2 separate regions of the Zea mays genome follow, and region 2 is linked to region 1. A link is a contact called in public Hi-C data. All regions are on one chromosome and are shown on one strand. The core of a region is the stretch at or near the end of the contact, and the rest is flanking DNA. Distances in the headings are between cores, read along the strand shown.

Region 1 (6,270 bases), core at 1,485-3,984:
ATGCAGGTTGCTACATAACTTGACAACCAGTGTTCAAAGTGTTGTTGTGCCAAATCTAGATTTAACTATGTGGGCTTCAGGTTCTCATTGCCAAAAAAAAAAAAGCAAATCAGATCAGGGAAGACCACATCAAGAATAAAACATGCAGAAACAAAAGCATTGCCAAATCAAGTTTTAGCTTGAAAGCATCATTGGATCTAGAACTTCTTTATACCACTATCTTGGGGAAACATGGACCTATAGCTGTAGTAGGCAATACCTTTACACCAAGGAACACAAAGAATGTTTTGTGTAAGATTACCTTCATAGCCACCATACACAGGGTCTTCAGACAGTAAAAGAGGTGTGTCCAGGTCAACGAAACTGCATCCATAAGTTTAGAAAAAACAACTTTAGCAGCTGATTTGACAAGTATAAGATATGATATATACAGGTTGTGGTTTCAGCATCCTGATGACAATGCCTCTTGCTCATAAAAAGATAGTTTGGTAATTTTCACAGCAGAACAAACCTAAAGCAACCAAGGCCAGCAGCTAAATGACCAGCAAAGCCCATAGCAATCCTAGTCTCGACCATGCCACCGATCATCAGAGCAGTATTGGATTTTCTTGCAGCATTAATTATTTCAAGGGCTCCAAGAACCCCTAACTTTGCCAACTTGATGTTAATAACATGGGCAATATTCCCTTGTATTATTTTCTGAGCATCAAGCAAACTCCGACAGCTCTCATCAGCAGCAACAGCGACCTTGTATTTCTCCATGGCCACAGCGCTGACATCTCGGAGACCTTCCCAATCATCTCTGTGAACTGGTTGCTCGAAGAGCACAGGGGTCACTCCCATTTCTGAAACCAATGGAAGAATAGTAGCATATTAACTTAGTTCAAGCACAGGAAGAAGGTCGTACAGTTCAGATGACAAATAGCAAACAGGTTCAAGCGTATTGAAACATTTTTAAAATGAGAATTCTAGCCATTTACAATTTGCAGATGTACGGACCATTTAGTCTATCGAGAACCTCAATTGCTTGATTTGCTGTGTATCCCTCATTGGCATCCAAAATAAACGAGCAATCTGGATGGACAAGCCGTATAGCTTTCAGAACTTCTATATCTGAATTCAAGTTCTTCCCAACCTTGAGCTTTAGAGTTTGAAACCCTTGTCCGCGGTATTTTGCAGCCAATTGAGCAGCTTCATTTGGGGTCACGATTGGAATCTGAATAGTGAAATATCAGGATAAAATTTTGGTTATGGCATTTAAAAGCCTTCAGGACCAGGAGTCAGTGCAGTAAGGTAATCACACCGTGATGTCAGTTGTCACGCTATCTGATGCTCCTCCAAATAATCTCCATAGAGGTATGCGAATGCTATTAGCAACCGCGTCAATCAGCGCCATCTCCACTCCTGCTCTGGCCTTAAATGGAAAAGGATACAATTAAATACAACCATAGGACTAATCATTAATAAGTCTAAACAAAAATCAAGCAATTGAATGGCCATCAAGAAAAATGAGAATCAATGAGAAACTATGTCAGTTCCTTATGTCTGCATCTCATCAATTTCCAAGGGAAAAAAACTGGAACGCCTCCATATGTGCTAGTATATGTTAAAGGAGCCCTAAAGGAATCCGTATGAGGAATCACGTTCCTATCCTATCCTCCCTAGGATGAATGATCAAACAGCAGCCAATCCACCGCGGTATCGCAAGGCAAATTTTACTTGCCGAAGCAGGACGTAGAGAAGCTGCGGATCCCTCACCGAGGCGAAGGCGTGTCCCGGGAGCACACCGGCAACGTCCTGCAGCAGGGCGCCGAGGGGCGCCGCGGGGGCGGCGGCGAGCGCGGCGCACGCCCGGGCCGCGGCGCCGAGCGCCGCCGGCTGGTCCTCGGCGGTGACGGAGGGCAGCACGGGCGCCTCGCCCCAGCCGACGGCGCCGCTGCGGAGCTCGACGCGCACGGCGACGTTGGAGAGCGCGGCGAGGCGCGAGGACGCGATGGTGAAGGGCGCGGCGAGCGGGACGCGGAGCGGGCGCGCGCCGGCCGCCGCCACGTCCACGGAGAAGGTCTCCTTGAGCGCGTCGAAGCCGAACGAGCCCACGGGGGAGGGCGGGGGCGGGGACGGCGAGACGGCGCGGAGGCGGGTGGTGGCGGTGGCGGCCGCGGGCTGGTGGCGGCCGGCCGCGACGACGAGGCTGGGCGGCCTCGGGGTAGGGGCGGGGCTCGCGCGGGTTCCGGCGGAGAGCCGGAGAGGCGACGAGGAGACCGAAGGGTCCATGGTGCCCACTGCGTACGGGGGAAGCGGAGACCGGAAGCCGGGCGGCGGGATTCGCGGGGAAGCGGCGAAAGAAGACGAGCGAGCGAGAACGCAACGGGGAGAGAGAGAGAGAGAGAGGAGAGACCCCGAGTGGAGCGCTGGTTTTTTATAGTGTGGCACATCACATCGCATATAGACACATAATAGTACGTACAGCAGTGGGACGAGACAAAGCACCACACCAAGCGGGCAAGGGACAGTTGGCGAGAAGCACCCACGTGGGCGCACGGCTCTCCTCTCCTGTGCGATGCTGCGCGCCTGGGCGATGCCGTCGAGGACGAGGAGGGCGACGACACCGGCGCAGCGCGGAGGCCGGAGACCAACATGTGGGGCTGGTCCGGCTGGACGTCGCCGTGGTGCAGAGATTTCAGATTCCACGACGCTGATACGTTGGCACCGATCAGGTGACAGTGGCACCTCGACGCAGGCAGGTCATCCAGCCCTTTGGCCGTGTTGGTTTGTTGCTTGTTGCTTGTTGTGGTTCGTCGTGGAGCGGGAGGAGTGGAGGACACATCAGCAAGTAGCAACAGACAAGACCTTCGCTGTTCTGCATTGTGCATAATAGTCCTATTAGTTAGGGCCATACCCATCGGGTCAGCAAGGACCCGGCACGAATTTGAAAGCACGAAGGCCAGCTCAGCACGGGAGAGAAGAAGACGGGCCAGCACGACACGCTTAGCATGTTGGACTGTACTTATCGTTTCGGTCCGATGGCCCAAATGACACGCACGGGCAATTGGGTCGTGCCCGTGTCAGCCCGGCACAAAAATGGGCACGGACGCACCGTCGCACCGCACGCACCGTCGCACGCGACGCGTATTTTACCGCGACTGCGACGCCTCGTTTCTGTCGGCTCCCTCGTCCCTCTCCTAAACCCTAACGCCTCCGGTTCCAGTCTCCAGGGCGCTGCCGTCGCTGCCCTGTCACCGTCTCTTCCATGCTCGCCTTTGGCGACCACCGGTCGCATCTGATGCGGCGTTTCATTGCCGGATCCCTAATGTGCTTCGTTCTATCCAATGGTTCGTTCTATCTCAAAACCCTAATCCCGATTCACAAGTATGTTTCCTATGAATCGAAGCGCCGTCGCCGACGCCAGCTCAAGGCTCAAGCGCTCAACGAACTTCGCTAAGAGGCAGCAGTAAGTGACTTTTCCCATTCGTGCCTGTTCGGCCGGTTTGCATTCGGGCCTTTTCACATTCGTGCCTTTCCCCAAGAGGCAGCAGTAAGTGCTTTCTCCTTAAATTCTCACCTAGTTGAATCATGCTGACTAATGGGCTCGAGCTCACTTGCTTTATTTATACAGCAGTTTCTCACCTAGTTGAATCATGCCTTTTCCCAGAGTACCCCAGTTTGCTTGCTACTCACTTGCTAGATCTATATTCATTTGCTCTACAATGGGGAGGAAGAGGGTAGCTGGTAGAAAAGCTTTTTGTAGTAGTAGGATAGATGATTCCAGCAATCCTATTTCTAGTGAATTCTCCCCTACCATGGAAGTCCCTGGGCCTCGACCTGTTTATAGTCCCTCCTTACGAGTACCAGGAGATGGTGGTGGCACTGAGCCTGTATCTGGTTCTAGTTCCTTTTCCTTACCACTACCAGTAGATGCTAGTAAAGGGTTGAGTCTGGTTCTAGTCCCTTAACAGCAGATGGTGATATTAGTGTTGATGTGTCAGTAAAGGGTGCTAAACCATCTATTTCTAGGGCAGAGTGCTGGAAGCATATGGATAAGCGGGAGATTATCGAGAATGGTATAAAAAGTTATATTGTTATATGTCACTATTGTAAAACTGAGTTGAGTGCAGATTCTGCTGGTGGCACTAGGCATTTGAATCGACACTTCAAAGCTTGTTTAAAAAAGGTAGGGAAAACTTTTGGTGCAGGTATGCAAACTCAACTAAACTTTGCTGCGGACGGCACTGTAAGTACTTGGGTTTACAATCCACAATTAGCTAGTGAAGAAATTATTAAATACATTGTTTCTAAAGACTTGCCTATTATGATGGGAGAAAGCCCTAATTTTAAGAATCTGATTCAGTGTGCTTTCTGCCCACAATACCAACCTGTTAGTAGAACTACTATAAAATCAGGTCTCAGTATCACAAACAACTTGCTGTTCTTAAAGAAAATTTAAAAAAAATCAGTTTTCGTTTGCTTTAACTTCATATATTTGGACTTCATCACATCAAAAGACTAGTTACATTTCTGTTGTTGCACACTATTTGGATAATTTATATTGTCTTCATAAGCGTGTTATAGGTTTTAGAGTGATGTATGATTCACATACTGGTACTGCAATTGCTAATCATATTCTTGAGGTGGTTAATGATTTTAACATAAGGAATAAGATTTTGTCTATTACTCTTAATAATGCTTCCTCAAATATAAATGCGATAGAATCTCTTACCCCTCATCTGCAGTCATACATAGATGGTTATGTTGTCCAACAAAGGTGTGTGTGCCACATTATCAATCTAGTTGTTCAGGATGGCATAACAGTTGTTAGTAAGTATTTGGATAATGTTCGTGCTGCTGTTCGTTTCATAACTAGTACTCCTCAAATGATTAAAAAATTTGGTGAGTATTGCAAGGCAAATAATTTGAAATCAAGGAAATTTGGCCTCGATATGAAGATAAGATGGAATTCAACCTACCTTATGCTTAAGAAACTGGAAGGTTATAAAAAGATTATAACTGTCTTTGTGAATGTTAATGCTCTTGATATTGATTTGGTGCTAACTGAAGCTGATTGGTATATGGTGAAACATTTTAGAGAGTTCTTGATGCCCTTTTATGTAGCCACAAATGTTTTATCAGGTGTTTACTATCTTACATCCTGCTTAGTCATTGATTACATTTGGTTAATTGTTGAGTCATTTGCTAAGCACAGATCTGATTCCCTTCTTTGCACTGTTGTTGCTCCAATGGAATTAAAATTTCTAAAATATTTTGATAACATATCCCATATATATTGCTTTGCAACTATTTTGGATCCTAGAAAAAAACTTGATGGGTACAATCTACTTTAGAAGGAATTGGTGACTTGCTATATATGGACTATTCAGATGGTTTTAATCATGTGAAAGATAAACTATTTCGTGTTTTTGCTTTTACTATAACAAATATGGTGAAAATGATGTTACAGAAACAATGGATGAAACTGATATAGAACAATCAGATAGTTCTTTGACAGCCCACTTATGGAAGAGATCGAAGGGAAAAGAATTTGCTAACTCAACAGTAAATCAAAGGTGGAATCCTAATGTTGAATTGAATTATTATATGTCTACTAACTTTGCAGCCACTGATCGCACCTTGAAAGGTGATAAGGTGAAATTACTTGAATGGTGGAGGGAACACAAGTATAGTTTCCCAGTATTATCTTATTTTGCTAGAGATATTCTTCTTGTTCCTGTTTCGACTGTTTCTTCTGATGCCACATTCAACATATTGGGTAGAATTATTGAAGAAAGTAGATCCTATCTTGGACCTGAGACAGTGGAGGCCATCACATGCCTTAAGGATTGGAAAAGAGCAGAAGATAGAAAGCAGCATCAACTTGAAGATTCTAAGATTGAACAAGCTTTTGCTGATTTCAGCCATGATTAGTGTTACTTCTTTTATCTAGTTCATTCTGTTATTATGGACTGTTAATGTAATATGGACTGTGGACTGTGGACATTAAAACTTTTACCGATCTGTACTCTTTTCCTTACAGAGGGAGTCCCACACTGGGGTGTAAGGTTTTTAACGAGGCAGATCGAGGAATAAAATGAATTTTCCCTCAAAACTTGTTTGTGTTCATTGCTGTTCATTTTAACAAGCCCCACATTGTTTATGTTGTTTGAGGATTTCTGTTAATAACAAGTTGTTCTTGTTTGTGTTCATTGTTGTTAATATGGACTGTTGACTTTTAATATAATATGGACTGCTTTTATTTTTAATTGCGTGCCGGGCCTA
Region 2 (6,270 bases), core at 1,503-4,002, 260 kb after region 1:
AGATCCTTAATCTCTTTTATTTTAGCATCCTCAAGTTGACCTTTGCGGACTTCTTGCTCCAAGGTAGGTTCCACATCAATAGTGACGCCTTCAGTATGAGCAACTATCCCTAGGTTAAGTCTCCTGAAATCCTCAACAATCTCATCGGGTAGCTGGGCAACAATAGCTAAATGAACATGCTCCTTGCGACTCAAGGCATCTGCAACCAAATTTGCCTTGCCCGGGTGATAGTGAATCTCCAAATCATAATCCTTAATAAGCTCCAACCAACGACGTTGCCTAAGGTTGAGATCCTTCTGAGTGAATATATACTTCAAACTCTTATGATCCGTATATACTTGGCACTTGGTCCCCATGATATAATGTCTCCAAATCTTGAGCGCATGCACAACGGCTGCTAATTCCAAGTCATGAGTGGGGTAGTTCAATTCATGTTTCCGCAACTAACGAGAAGCATATGCAATCACATGACCTTCCTGCATGAGCACACATCTGAAAGGGAAATGTGCCCTTGGGCCATTTCTAAGTATTTTGGTGATTTAGTGTCCAACACAAGTGCCTAAGTGTAAAGAGGTGGACAAAGTACAAATCAAGGATAAAGGTATGTTTCTCAGACTTAGTACATTGTTTTATGGACTAATTTATTGTGTCTAAGTGCTGGAAACAGGAAAAATCCAATTTCGGATGATATACACTAATCAGGAATCAATGAGACCAAGACTGGAGAAGAAAAGATCGACATCGATAAGGAAGGATATAACAGTCAAAGCGAATCTCGAGATGAATCAAGATTCAAATATTTCGGATGAAGTCTTCTCCTTGCCATAATCTTTCTTACCACAACCTGTCCAGCTTATATCCACATAATAAGTAGCCGGATACCTATGCTCTCCTAATCAACCCCTATTGACTATAAAAAAATGAAACTCTAGATTTTTGAACCAATTATAGATTAAAAGCTAAATTACAAACAGATCCTTATGTATCCCTTTTTCTTACAAATCTCGAGGACGAGATTTCTGTTAAGGGGGGTAGAATTTGTAGCACCCAATATTCTGATTTTGGGATTAGTAAAATCTTTCTAAACCAAAGTAAAGTGACCCTGATGAATATTTACACTTAGGAGTTCACCCCTTCTAAAAATAAATAGTAATATTAAAATAATGTCAGTCTGTGAGTTTCAAGAAATAAATAAGAACATCCTTGTATGAGTTAAGATATTCATAAATGTTCTAAAAACGTTTAGTTTAAAGTCTCTTAATAGAGATTATTCCTTAAAAAGTATCTTCTATTAAAATAAATAAGTAATGAATATTGGTGCACTTTTAATTGGACCACACGCAATGTGGTATTGCGTTTGTATATATTGTTTGTGTATATGAACTATATATTTAAAAGTATTTGGATAAGTGAATAAGATAAATGAATAAATAGTACAAAATTCTAATTTACATGCTCGATCATTATTGAATGATGCATCTTTTTTTCTTGGAATTTGAATTGAAACAAAAAAAACAAATTAGAAAAGGAAAAGAAAAAAAGAAGAAGGCCATACCTGTTGCCGACCAGGCCAAAAAAACGCTCTCCGTTTTTTTTCCTGCTGGCCGCAGCATGCAACTGTGTGGGACCCACGCAATTGAGCCCCCTTCTCCCTCCGTATTGCTCGCATCCATCGTAACAACCTCACGAAGTGCTTAATCCAATCCTCCACCCACGTCGTGGATAAAAGCAAGGCCATGACCCCCCTGCGCATATCTGCCTACCCATGCGGTCCTCCCCCAAACGTCTTCATCATGGACGAAGCCAAGAAGCTGCCAGCGTTGATCCACACATATCGTTCGGTCCTCCTCTGGCGCTAAGAGATTTGCTGCCGATGCCGCGATTCACGCGCTGAACCAGCGTTCCGTTGCCGTTTTCCTGGACCGATGGCTAGTATTTAGGGCTCGTTTGGTAGAGCTCCACTCTATGATTCTCTAGCTCCGAGAGCTGATTCTCTAATGGAGTGATTCTGGGCGATTCTCTGGTAGGAGTGAATTTGTTGATGAATTGCGTTTGGCTGCTAGTTGTACCCAAGCTTGTTTAAGTGAGAACCTGATCTGTTCTTTGCTCTTACTTCCTCAGCAAATATTTCACAAGCTATCTTAACATTTTCATCGCACCAGTCTGCATTATCCTCCTTCATGGTGCTGTTATTGCCACAACCATGAATAATAAAAAAAAGATAAATCAAAGTGCTAGCTCTTCTAACATGGAAAACAACAGGTATAAAGCAGCAAGCATAGATTGATGATGAGCTTCTCGACTTGTGATTTTATTTATTTTTTCGTGCAGAACATTTCTAGAAATGGTGCTGCTGGACTGGACGTGTGAACTTTGGATTTTCACAGCTTCTATACTCGTGTGCAAAGATTTTCTTAAAAATGATTTTCAAATCAAGAAACCAATAGACACCGCAGGAGCTAGAGCAGAAGGAAAAAACACTCGCGTCCTCACCTCAATCGGCTACAGATTAGAGGGAGAGAGGAATGCAACTTCACCTTGCACACTGAAAGACGCGAGACGAAGAGATGGCGTAGTAGTGGACGGAAGGGGCTTGGGAGTGTTCTGGACGGAAGGGGCGGCAGCCTGGATCTCCAGCGTCCTAGGCTAGTAGCGGCTGGTAGCTTGGCGCCGCCGCGCCGCCTCCAACCCTAATGGCCACGGTCTGGACAAAAGCCAGGCTGGGCTTGTGGCTGGATGCCCGAGCGGGTGAGGGAGCCGGTAGAGCAGGTTTTTTTCGCTCCCATGTGCCAGTACAATTATTGGACGCGATTCGCTCCGCTCCTTCGGTGAAGCGTCTGGTTTTTTGACCGTTTGGCATATGAGAATTGATTCTGCTTCGGAGCGGAGCTGAAAAAGCGCTACCAAACGCAGCCTAAATACCTCCGCCAAGGAGCTAGGAGTGTGGCGTGAACTAACCAGCACGGGCGCTGAGGGCTGAGGCCGCGACGACGACGACCATGATGAGGCTGAAGCAGCACATGGGCCTGGTCTCCTCCCCTACCCCTGCCATCGTCGTGAGGCTCGGCAACAACACACCCCACCGCCGCCGAGCAAGTACAGCAATTACTACTCATAGCACCCAAAAGCAGCTCCTGCTCCTCGTGATCTCCTCCTCCTGCTCCTTTTCTCCGTCGTCTTCTTGACCCCTGCCGTCTCGTTGCCCCCAGCTCGGTCTCGGATCGTGTCGTCCTCCGCCTCCGACGCCGCGCCGTTCGAGAAGCCCAGGGCCGTGGTCAAGAAGGTCCTCGCGCAGTCGCAGCCCGAGGGTCAGGGTGCCACCGTCCGTAGGAGCATCGGCAGGTACGCTGGCAGTGGCAGATGATTCGATTTGGTCGTGCTGCTTCTCCTCTCCTCGCCCTCGGTATCACGAGGCGTTGGCTGACTTGTCCTCGCCGCCTTGCGCGTCCGTGCAGGCACGAGCTCCGCAACCTGGACCCGTTCCTCCAGCTCGACGAGTTCACAGGTAATACCACCACTCTATTTGCGCCCAGATTTCCAGCCTTCTGCGAATCCGCACGCTCGGATCATCCGAGCTTTCCTGCTCGCCTGGCTCTGGCTGCCTGCTGTTTCCTTCCCTCACCCCTCTCTCTTGGTTGGTCTCGCAGTCTCCAAGCCCGCCGGGTTTCCCGACCACCCGCACAGAGGATTCGAGACCGTCACCCACATGTTTGAGGTGCGTTACGTCTGCTCCACATCTTCTCTTCTCTTCTCTTCTCTTCTCTTCAAACGTCCCCGCCCCACCATTTTGGTTCCGGTTGGTGGCTACTGCAGGGGGCCATCACCCACCAGGACTTCGCTGGTCACAAGGGCACCATCAGGACAGGGGACGTGCAGTGGATGACGGCGGGGCGAGGCATCGTGCACTCGGAGATGCCGGCTGGGGACGGCGTGAGCGAGGGCCTGCAGCTCTGGATCAACCTCTCCTCCAAGGACAAGATGATCGAGCCGCGATACCAGGAGCTGGAGCGCAAGGACATCAGCCGCGCGGAGACCGAGGACGGCGTGGAGGCCCGCGTCATCGCCGGGGAGGCCTTCGGCGTGGCGTCCCCCGTGTACACGCGCACTCCCATCATGTACGTGGACTTCACCATGCGACCTGGGTCCCGCCTGCACCAGCCTGTCCCGGAGGGCTGGAACGCCTTCGTCTACGTCGTCGACGGCGAGGGCGTATTCGGACGGGAGACGGCCACGGCACACCACTGCCTCGTCCTCGGCTCCGGCGACGGCGTCAGCGTGTGGAACAGGTCCGCCAGGCCGTTAAGGTTCGTCCTCGCCGCCGGGCAGCCGCTCGGTGAGCCCGTGGTGCAGCACGGACCCTTCGTCATGAACTCGCACGCCGAGATACAGCAGGCCATGGAAGACTACTCCTACGGCAAGAACGGCTTCGAGAGGGCCGGCCAGTGGAGCTCCTCCGCCTGATCGGCGAGGCTATCGCGTTAAATTAAATAAATGTGTGTAATACACACAGCTCAACGCTTCCCTTAAGTTATGTAGCAACGCCATTTGTTGGTGATTAACGAGTGATCGAGCAAGCTTAAAAAAGTTCCACTCCTTTTAAACTTATATATTTATCGGTATTTTAGCTAATACAATAGTTTATTGAGACTATTGTATTCGTGTATCGAAAGTTATGTAGCAATGCCATTTGTGGGTGATTACCGTGTTTTCCGGTCGAAGTATCAGCTAGTTCAATCATTTATAACTGGAGACATTTGACCTTGTTTGGAACTTCACAATCATTTAACTTGTTCGTGCTATGAAATTATTATATACTCCCTCTATCCTAAAATAATATTTATTTTAGATCTAGACACATATATAAAACACACTCTCTTTATTCCCAATGAAAATTTGTTTTAGCATTTTAATAAATTTATAAAATAATTGATGTATATGTTATATATATAGAGATTCGTTACCATCCATTTAAATATAGAAATAAAAATTAAGGGCTAGAACGAGTAGTAATTTGCAACGGAGAGAGTATATGAATCCATTAATTATCTAAAATAAATTTTAACTTAAAATATAATACTTTTTATAAATTTTCTACATTTTAACAGCCTTTTGGTGGCCTTTGGGTAATGGTGGCTACGCAGACTATTAAAATAATTAGAACATGTGGCGCCCTATATAGTAATATATACATAAGATCCCTGTGAACAATTTACAAAAAAATCAAAATATATTTCATGGGCATGGAAAGCAACTGCGGCAAAAAAATATTCTTTTCAACATGTAAAGCAAAATATATTATACATGTTCAAATTATTAGACCAATTTGGAAGTTTATACACCATATATTTCATGAGCATGGACAACGAGCATGAAAATGTTAAGTGCCATCAATTTGGAAGTGATACAAAGTTGCCATCCGTGGTAGAAATTAGACCACAAGCAACACTAAAATAAATAGAAGCACAATTCAAAGTATATATATACACACACATTGAATTAGCCACAAAGCACACATCGCAACCCTTCACAATTCTAGCCATCAATATAGATCCATGCTCACCAGACATGTTGGTAGATGAGAATGCCGATCTAAAAGCAAGCAAGAACACATTAATCGAGGTTCTATATACTACACACATAGGCCCAAAGTATATGGGAATCGACAGGATGACCTAATCTCACAATACAAGCATAACCATAGAGGTAGATTTGTTGTTCATTGCACTGAATGGATAAGGTAGAAGCATTACTACTATGATTACTACTGCTATTACAGGTTCAACTACGTATAAAAAGTACTCCCTTTGTCCCAAAATAAAATTTGTTTTGGGTTTTTAGTGGATTCATACAATATTTAATGTATATATTCATCATCATCTAGTTGAAGTGCTTTCTCTCTCTTTGTTTTCTTTTTTCTATTTTTGTTTTCTAAATCCCAATTTTCATATCCAGTTTTAAATGCCCTAAATTAAAATCAAATTCATGTTTTCAAATTCATTCTAGGTGCACAATTCAAAGATCCAGCATGATATGCATGAATACACATTTATTTATTTAAAAGAGTATGCCTCGGTAACAAACCACATACTAAAATATACTCTGTTATTATTCTTAAATATTAAAGGAACTACCTAAGCTTCTTTAAATTTTATTTAAGGGTTTACATTTATTTAGATATCGATATACAATATCAATTGGATATTGATATACCAATATATGTGCTTAAGCTAAGACTTAAGCCTAATTTAGTCTTACCAAATATCTCATCTC

The links. Hi-C and Micro-C count contacts between places; a contact is called where the count stands out from the background.
Region 2: a Hi-C map of tassel shows a contact between it and region 1, with 2.9 times the contacts expected there. The contact joins the promoter of LOC100284285 here to the promoter of LOC103634810 in region 1. A contact is called at or near these places in 2 of 25 Hi-C or Micro-C datasets (ear and tassel).

The regions. Positions count from the first base shown.
Region 1 is chr8:13,736,954-13,743,223 of Zm-B73-REFERENCE-NAM-5.0, forward strand. LOC103634810 (L-Ala-D/L-amino acid epimerase) reads right to left here and starts at 2,735. Exons shown (of 7, transcript XM_008657399.4): 1 at 1,759-2,735; 2 at 1,304-1,414; 3 at 1,000-1,216; 4 at 512-845; 5 at 302-363. The coding sequence starts at 2,445.
Region 2 is chr8:13,995,593-14,001,862 of Zm-B73-REFERENCE-NAM-5.0, forward strand. It overlaps LOC100284285 (pirin-like protein), which reads left to right and starts at 2,753. Exons shown (of 5, transcript NM_001157180.2): 1 at 2,753-3,096; 2 at 3,210-3,342; 3 at 3,456-3,505; 4 at 3,648-3,715; 5 at 3,814-4,736. The coding sequence starts at 3,000. The coding sequence ends at 4,461.